Linked DNA regions of Sus scrofa: all the other regions are linked to region 2. Evidence: chromatin contacts called from public HiChIP or PLAC-seq data. All regions are on one chromosome and are shown on one strand. Each heading gives the region's core, a stretch centred on a gene start, on an enhancer-like site or on the middle of the called end of the contact. The rest is flanking DNA. Distances are from core to core; before and after follow the strand shown.

Evidence for each region. HiChIP or PLAC-seq counts read pairs in DNA pulled down with a chosen protein or histone mark.
Region 1: an H3K27ac HiChIP or PLAC-seq map of skeletal muscle shows a contact between it and region 2. The contact joins two enhancer-like sites. A contact is called at or near these places in 4 of 47 Hi-C or Micro-C datasets (embryonic fibroblasts, liver and skeletal muscle) and 2 of 2 datasets of contacts at active chromatin or transcription factors (alveolar macrophages and skeletal muscle).
Region 3: a contact with region 2 is called in an H3K27ac HiChIP or PLAC-seq map of skeletal muscle. The contact joins the promoter of TNRC6B here to the enhancer-like site in region 2. A contact is called at or near these places in 3 of 5 promoter capture datasets (fetal liver, fetal skeletal muscle and liver), 14 of 47 Hi-C or Micro-C datasets (alveolar macrophages, brain, embryonic fibroblasts and 6 more) and 2 of 2 datasets of contacts at active chromatin or transcription factors (alveolar macrophages and skeletal muscle).

The regions. Positions count from the first base shown.
Region 1 is chr5:8,267,323-8,270,022 of Sscrofa11.1, forward strand. The region is part of intron 1 of TNRC6B (trinucleotide repeat-containing gene 6B protein); the gene reads right to left. Among named protein-coding and RNA genes, the nearest start is that of TNRC6B, 42 kb to the right of the region's middle. Within about 2 kb of position 1,374, at least 3 of the 83 cell types and tissues checked have an H3K27ac peak or open chromatin away from gene starts, as enhancers often do. A contact at or near this core is called in skeletal muscle, where this site is marked.
Region 2 is chr5:8,199,214-8,201,913 of Sscrofa11.1, forward strand. The region is part of intron 4 of TNRC6B (trinucleotide repeat-containing gene 6B protein); the gene reads right to left. Among named protein-coding and RNA genes, the nearest start is that of MIR7134, 39 kb to the left of the region's middle. Within about 2 kb of position 1,283, at least 68 of the 83 cell types and tissues checked have an H3K27ac peak or open chromatin away from gene starts, as enhancers often do. A contact at or near this core is called in alveolar macrophages, brain, embryonic fibroblasts and 5 more, where this site is marked.
Region 3 is chr5:8,309,781-8,312,480 of Sscrofa11.1, forward strand. TNRC6B (trinucleotide repeat-containing gene 6B protein) reads right to left here and starts at 1,284. Exons shown (of 26, transcript XM_021092847.1): 1 at 1,258-1,284. The coding sequence starts at 1,269. It overlaps LOC102162756 (a long non-coding RNA gene), which reads left to right and starts at 2,185. Exons shown (of 2, transcript XR_001305237.2): 1 at 2,185-2,411.

The sequences.
Region 1 (2,700 bases), core at 124-2,623, 68 kb after region 2:
TTTCTTAGATTAAGAAAAACAGGATTTCTATCTATTTGACCTCAAAATGAAAGAGGACCTTTTGTAAATGCTACATACATTCTGATTAGCATCTATTAAAAAGTTAGACATGGTCAGGCACATACAGCCTTCACCACTGAGAGGAACCTGAACTCCTCCAAGAAACAGCGGATTCAGATTTGGGGCAGAAAATGCACAAAGGAAGTCCTGGACATCCTGAGTATCAAAAAGGAAGGGTGCCACCTACAAAAAATCTTCAGAGGTCAATCTGAAGAGGATCCTCCCACTAGTTAGGAATGGGGCATCAGAAGCATCAATAAAAATAAGCGCTGCAATGGACCCACATGCATCAAACATGCTAAAGAGCCATGAGTTCATAACACTAAAACCTCATAATAACAACAATAGAAAACCCCACCGGTCTCCTTTGGATGATGCTAGGGAACCAACTTACTGTTTTGAAAACTGGTAAGGAAAGGGGAAAGAATCAAGCATTTAACCTGCCCTTCCAGAGTGATGTGAACCTCAGATTAACCAGAGTCATATGGGGAAGGCTGTCTAGCTAATTAAGGAAGAAACACGACAGAATTAGAAGATCCCCATTTCGCAACATAAATTAACACAGCGAGGCACTGATCTCCAACACCTGTTAACGTCACTGTAAGATGAGGCAACTGCTGTCTACGCCTCCTAATGGAAGTGGACACCACCTCATGTAAAGTATTCTTGCCAAAGGAGAAGAACCTGGGCTGGATCAAGCCTCTAGTTGTAACTACCAGTTTGCAAGAAACAGAAGCTAGAGGAACATGTTAAACACACCATGGGGATGCAATTAGCAAAAACCAGGTGAGAAACTAATAGAAAGCCAAGTTTATTTTTTAGGTAAGTTGAGAGGAAGGAGAGAGGGAACCCTACAAATAAAAAAAAAAAAGAGGAAATATATTAATTGTATTAATTAACATATTAATCAAACATATTAACCAAGTACACTGGTCCTTGTCTGGATCCTGAAACAAATCAAATTTACAAAATCAGGGGAAACGTGAACACTGATTTTTTGGTGTGATACTAAGGCATTCTTATTTTTTAGATGTGATAACTGTATTATGCTTAAAAAAAAAAAAGAGTCCTTAGCTTTTAGAGACAGATATCAGAATATTAATGAATGAAAGATATGTGAGGCCATAGCCTCTGGAGGTCTGTCTAGGGCTGGAAGCTCTCCTTCCACCATGGCCCCCTCCCATGGTGGCTGTCAGCTGGAGGCCTCAGTGCCTCAAGCTCACCACGTGAACCCTTCCACAGGCTAGTGTAATGTCCTCACAACATGGCAGGCTGCCTTCCTTCAGCTGAGTGGTCTAAGAGAGACACCAGGAGCTGCGTGTCTTATGACCTAGCGCTGGAAACTCACACCACGAGGGCTTCAACAGCTCACTGGTCACACAGGTTGGCCCCACTCAATGAGGGAGAGGATTACACAAAGGCCTGCCAACGAGAGGGTCCTTAGGGAGGTGGGCTACCACAGTATGGCGCAGAAGCTCCTGACCGGGACTTTCAAAACCCTTCACCCTCCTACGCCCCTCCAACCTCATTTCATTTCATTTCACTTCACCCTTTCTTGGTTGAATAGGCTCCGGCTTACTGGCCTTCCTTCTGTTCTTCAGAGGTAAAGAGTTTGTACCCAGTTTACAACCTTTGTACTAGTTGTTCCCTCTGCCAGGATTATTCTCTCTGCCCATCATCTGATCATTCCGATTTGACCATAAATGTCACCTCCTCAGAGAGGCCTTCCCTGGCCTCTCAGTCTGAAGAAGCTGTCTATCCCCTTTCTATCCCAGAGTCTAATTTTAATTATTTGCACAACACTTACCACTGTCAGATTTTTTTTTTTTTTAATGGCCACACCCACGGCATGTGGAAGTTCCCAGGCCAGGGACTGAATCCAAGTCACAGCTACAGCTGTGGCAATGCTAGATCCTTTAACCCACTGTGCCAGGCAGGAGAGCGAACCTGGACTTCTGCAGGGACTCAAGCCACTGCAGTCAGATCCTTAACCCACTGCGCCACAGCGGGAATTCCACTATCTGATATTTTGGCATATCTGGCTCAGTGTTAAACTCTCCAGCACACTTGGTGATCTCACTCAACATAACGTCAGCATCCAAATGGGTAGCCCAGGCAAACACCCTGCCTCTCAGTTCTGAAAACCCCTCCGCTTCAAGGACCTTCTCCTTCCCTTGGCCTCAGCCACATCCTCCATCACACCAAACTCCATCCACTACCTGATCCCTCCAGTTCACTTGCTCAAGTGCCCCCATGAAAACGACTTTTCAGTTGCTGTGAGACTTTCGATTCCTTGACCCTATCTTCCCTCTCTCAACCTTTTCTCTTTATCTAGCTTAGATTTCAGTGTGTGTGTGTGTGTGTGTATGAACTTCCATATACCATGTGTGTGGCCCCCCAGTATACATATATTTTATAAAAAATATATAATATACATTTAATTTCATATACAACATACATGAATATATATAAGATATATATGTGTGTGTGTGTGTGTGTGTATTTTTTTTTTTTAGGGCCACACACACTGCATATGGAAGTTCCTAGGCTAGGGGTCAAATCGGAGCTGTAGCTGCTGGCCTACGCCATGGCCAAGCAATGCCAGATCAAAGCCTGTCTGCAACCTACACCACAGTTCAC
Region 2 (2,700 bases), core at 33-2,532:
CTTCAGGGCACTGCACAGTTTCGGGGGTAACCAACCTCCATATACAGACAGCTACTTATTTGTGTGACCCAAAATGATCACCTCACAATGGGTACGTGGCTAAAACCGGCAACTACACACACAGATGCTGATTTGCGCTGAAAAGCCCAGTTCATCCGTATAAAATCAAACAGAAACTGTGATCTTTGAGAAACGAAGACGACCAATCCGCGGGGAGAAACTGATAGAGAAATAACTCCTAATCGGGGTGAAGAGCTGTTCAGATCTTAAAACACCATGTTTACACCAGAGTCCTACCATTTGGTTCAAACCACGATCAAAATAAAAGCGCATCTGGCTGCACATTTGAGAACACACACAGAGACCCGGTGCCAGTGAGCGCGCGCGGTGAGAGGGGTGATCCACACATTGCTTGGGAGGTTTTCACGCAGGGGAATCTACAAACCCCAAACCTCCTGGTGTTCACTCGCCCCCAGCCTGATGTTTAAAACGTATCAAGTCTTATTTTAGGTTTTACATCTTTCTAAGAAGGATGGCCTAGCTTTAAAATTTTTTTTTAAAAAAAAGGGGAAAAAAAAAAGAAAAAGGCTGTCCCATGGTGGTGCTTGCCCTCCCAGATCCTTTGTCGGCCTTAGCAGCCGAAAGAATGCAAACCCATTTATATTTATGCAAATTTTTGCAGCAGATTTAAGGGGGCAGGGAGAGGTCTGTGTATTTTAAAAAAACCTCTTTCTAAATATCAAATTTCCAATTACTCGCAGCTTCGTTTGTTTGCCAGACAGAAACGATGATGAAAATCTGCATATAAATTAAAAGTGCAATTAAATCGCTTCGAAATCAAATATTTTACCAAGGCTTTTCCATTTCTAAAATGCCGAACCAAAAGTACATCACGGATCTGATTTACACAGATTCACGAAATGTCTGAAGCCAGTCTCCATGCTAGACAAATGTCGATTTGCAACACCACTAGTGAAAACGGTTAGACAAGATCCATATAAATCAATTGGTTTTAAAAAATTGAAAATATTTACCAACCTCATAAAGTGCAGCAGTGCTTAAATCCAGCAAATTGAGGCATACAAGGTAGAAATGGAAATGAAAAAAGGTCCAAAAAATGATTTCTTTTTGTCTATCTGTTTTTTTGTATTTTAAATATTCAGAAACCAGCAGAGACTCTGTCGGCCATTTTGGCTTGAACTAACTCTCACACTCACTCTCCCTCTTGCTCTCTCTCTCCCCCTCTGTCTCTAAAGGAAGCAGCTTTTTGTGACCTTCAAATAGAGGCGGATCATGTGACTTGGGTTAGGTTTGTCAATCAGGAAAGGGGAGGGAGCTGGGGAAATGAAGCTGCCTTAAAGGGAAAGCGGCCCTTTTCCACTCACTTTCATTTCTGAAATGCTGTTATCTCATACTCTCCACCTACACACGCGGAATGTGAAAGTGGCAACAGCATAAGGGTAACAGATGAACAAAATATAAAAACCTTTATTGGTTTATAGAAATATGCTCAGTTGCTAACGATTCTTGCAGATCCTGGAGCTTGGCTTGCCACAGTTACTCTCTGGATGTTTGGGCAAGCACAGGCTGGCAAACTGCTCTTTCAAGGGGGGCTTAAACAACACCTTACCCAAACAAGACTTTCATCTTTAAAGATTAGGGTGAAATATAGGGCACGACTGATCTCTAACAAGCACCTAAAACGCACAGGAAAAGACTGAAAGGAAATATACCAAAGTATAAACTGTGAATGCCAGCTCAGAGAGGTTAAGCAACATATCCCAAATCACACAGCTAGAGAGCTGCAGAACAGTGACTGGTTTCCCATTTGAACTCCACATGGACCTTTTGGGGGCGTGTGTGTTTGATATCTCCTTCACCTGCCCCAAATAAAAGCTAAGCTGCAACACAGCAAACTGGCAGGTCTGAGTCACCTCTAATCTCCTCCCCCATGTGAGGAATAGCTCAGCTGCTGACCTGGAGTAAACACGAAATTGAAAACCTACCTGGCATCCCCCATGCCCAAGTCCCTTCTCACTCAGTGCATCTTGCTTTCTACCCACCAAAGAAAAGCACGCTGGGTTTGCATCTCTAATCTCCAGGGGTGAAAAGGCTGTGTAACCTCTTTTTTTTTTTTTTTTTCTTTTTTTTTAGGGCCGCACCCGTGGCAAATAGAAGTTCCCACGCTAGAGGTGGAATCAGAGCTACAGCTGCCAGCCTATACCACAGCACACAGCAACGCTGAATCCAATCAGCATCTGTGGCCTACACCACAGCTCACGGCAACACAGGATCCTTAACCCACTGAGTGAGGCCAGGGATCGAACCCGCAATCTCATGGATCCTAGTTGGGTTCGTTAACTGCTGAGCCACAAAGGGAACTCCAAGACTGTGTAACCTCAGTTAGGCTTCGGTTTTCCCATCTGTGCAATGTAAGGACTGGACATCGCTGGGTGATATCTCTGGTTCCTTTCAGCTCTAAAACTGTATTCAGCTTCTTTCTTTGAGCAGTTTTGTTTCATCTTACCCTTGCCATCTCAGAAACCTTACCCTGGGAAAGCTTTTCCTTGACACTCCCTGTCTAGACCAGGCCTTCCTGTTCAACAGTCCCGAAACATCCTCTACCACCTCCTCAGAGTGCTGGTAACAACCGCAGTTCATTATTTGTCAAAGAACTTGCTTACAGCTGTTTGTATAAAG
Region 3 (2,700 bases), core at 34-2,533, 110 kb after region 2:
GTCTGATTTGTACTCCGGATTCTAGCCTTAGCGTAGCAACCTACTACATTCACATCTCCACTACCTACCTACAAGGATACTGCACACTGTAGAGGTGCCAAGGTGCTGTAAGTTCTGCTTTTTAACAGACATTTACATAACATCACCAAAAGAATAAACAAAGTTTCAAAGCCAAGATGCTTCTCCAAATCAATAGGAAACTATCATTCTACTGAAATTCCCTGCAAGTAAGAAGTAAATAGCTTCTATTGTTAAACTTTCACAAAATACAAGATATGAGGTATCAAAACATTTGTTTGCTTAACTGCTGGGGGGGGGCAAAATTAATGACATTTTATTCACTTACTATGGAGAAACATCTCTGGCCAATTCTGTTGTATGATGCTGCTTATACTGCAATACAAAGGAGCAACTTGAAATTCACCTTATCTCTCACTCAATCTCTAGCGCAGATGCTAAAAAGTAATAAAACAGCCAAAAGATACAAAGATACATGAGAAAGCAAGGAGCCTGAAAAGACCCAGATAGTATTCTGTGCTCAAAGATATGAGGATAGGTTGGTCCTTAAAGTGCCCGACTAGAGGCTACTGGCTGTCTTCAGCCTCTACAGTGTATTTAAGCCCACTGTGGAAACCGGCTAGTTTGAAGCCACAGGGCGCAGGACCAGGGGACAGCAGAAAACACCTCGGGCTGAACGTCCTCTGCCAGTCCCCTCCTTTCCCCGTGGAGAGTGAATCGCCTCTGGAAGGTGGCCACACTCAGGGCTCTGGGGTGAGGGATGGGGGCGGGATCCCCCGGTCCGGGATGAGCAGGGGAACGCATTCGCTCCGTCACGCAGGTCTTGCACACAGGTGGGGACCGAGAGGCTGAGGCCTGCCGCCTCCCTCTGCCACTGCCTGGCAGGGGCCCCGACGCGCCTCCGCGGGCCTCGGCTCTTTGCCACTACCGGGACCCCTCCCCGCCCCGAGGTCCCCCGGCGACGAGAAGCGAACTCGATCGACCAGCCCACCCGGAAGCCCTCCCCCAGCTCACACCTGCCGGCGCGTGACGCCCAGAGCCGCGCGTGCGCGCCCGCCCGGCCCTTCCATTCCCAGCGCCCCTTCCCCGCGCGCGGACGTCGACCGCGTCCCTCCCCGCCCTGGGGTCAAACCCACCAGACGCCCGCCCCACGGAGCGCGCGCCCAACGCCGCCGCCCCCGCCTGCCCCGCGCGCGCGCTCACGCCCCTCCCGGCCCTCTCCCCGCCGCGCGCGCTCACTCGCGAGGACATGCACACGCTGCGCCTCAGCTTGACAGGCCGGCCCCGCGCGGCGCGCTCCCGCGGGCGTCCTCACCCACCCGGCCGCCCGACTCTGACTGGGCGGTGAGCGGGGGAGGGGAAGGACAGCAGTGGCCGTCGGTCCTCACTCACCGCCGAGCCGTGCCCGCTCCGAGTGCGCGGCGTTCCGCTGTGAGGCGATGCGCTGCGAGGCGCGCGGTCCCCGCTTCTCCGCAGGCTATGGAGGCGACGTAGTAGGGAGACTGAGGGGCTCGGGGGGGAGTCACTCCCTCCCGCTTCACCTCCGAGAAACACGGGGACCCCAGAAACTAAAAACAAAATAAACAAACTTTCCCCTCCGCCTCCCTCCCCCAAAACCACAACACAAACACTCGGGGGCCCGCCCAGAGCCCCATTCCATTGGCCGCAGGAAGGATGCTGCCGGCCGTCACTGGCTGCCTTCTATGCCCGTCAAGCTGCTGTTCCGCCCCTCCAATTCCTCGCCGCTGCCGTCGCCCCTCATTGGTTAAGTGCGTTCCGTTTGACGAGCTAGGATTGGCTACGCTGCCTGCGCCAATCATTAGGGGACACACCCCCTCAGCATCCCAGAGGCCGCTTCCTCCGTTGCGGACTGGGAGAGGCGAAGGGGAAACTAGAGCATGATGGCGGCCGAGCTCACTTGGCGCAACCATCGCCTTTTTTCTTTTATTTGCTCATTAGTGCCTCGGCCTCGCGCTGTTTCCCCTAAGGTCCTCTCTCTATCCACTACTGCCTAATAACGGAATCTATACGTCCCGGCTCCTTGATTTATCCCCTCCGAAGTGCTGAGTGTGGGCTGGTTGTACGTCATTGGACTGTTGGAATGTCACTCCCTGGTCAAATCCTCAAACTATTGGTGGGACGGCAAGAGAGCCCGTCCAACAACAAGAGCTAGTGCCATTGGTTTGTCTCCACCGAGTTCTTTCCTGGTACCTTATTGGGCTAAAAGGCGCGTCGGTCAGATCTGGATTCGTTTTGCTACGGTTGTTTGCTAGGGAGTTTAGATGACTCTGGTCGTTTGGCCTGTAGTTGACTGTAATAACGACTGCTATTTATTGCGTGCCTACTTTGTGCCAACTATGCAGAGATCTTTACAGGGACTATTGGTTAAACCCGTGAGTTTTATATTCTAAATTTTACCGATAGGAAACCAGGGCTCCAGAGCGGCTGGGATATTTGCCCAAGGTCACCTAGGTGGGAAGTAGTAGACCGGCATTTGGTCCCAGGTCTGTTTGACTCCATTGCCTTAGCTCTTTTCGCTTTTAGTGCCTTTACCTTAGCCTAGAATTGTACCCATCAGCCAACCCAACATCGTCAAAACATTTCATTCAGAACCTAAGCTCCTCAGTCAGCTTGTAGAGGTGACATTGTTGGGGACTGAGGCTGTGAACAGGTTGTCATTGC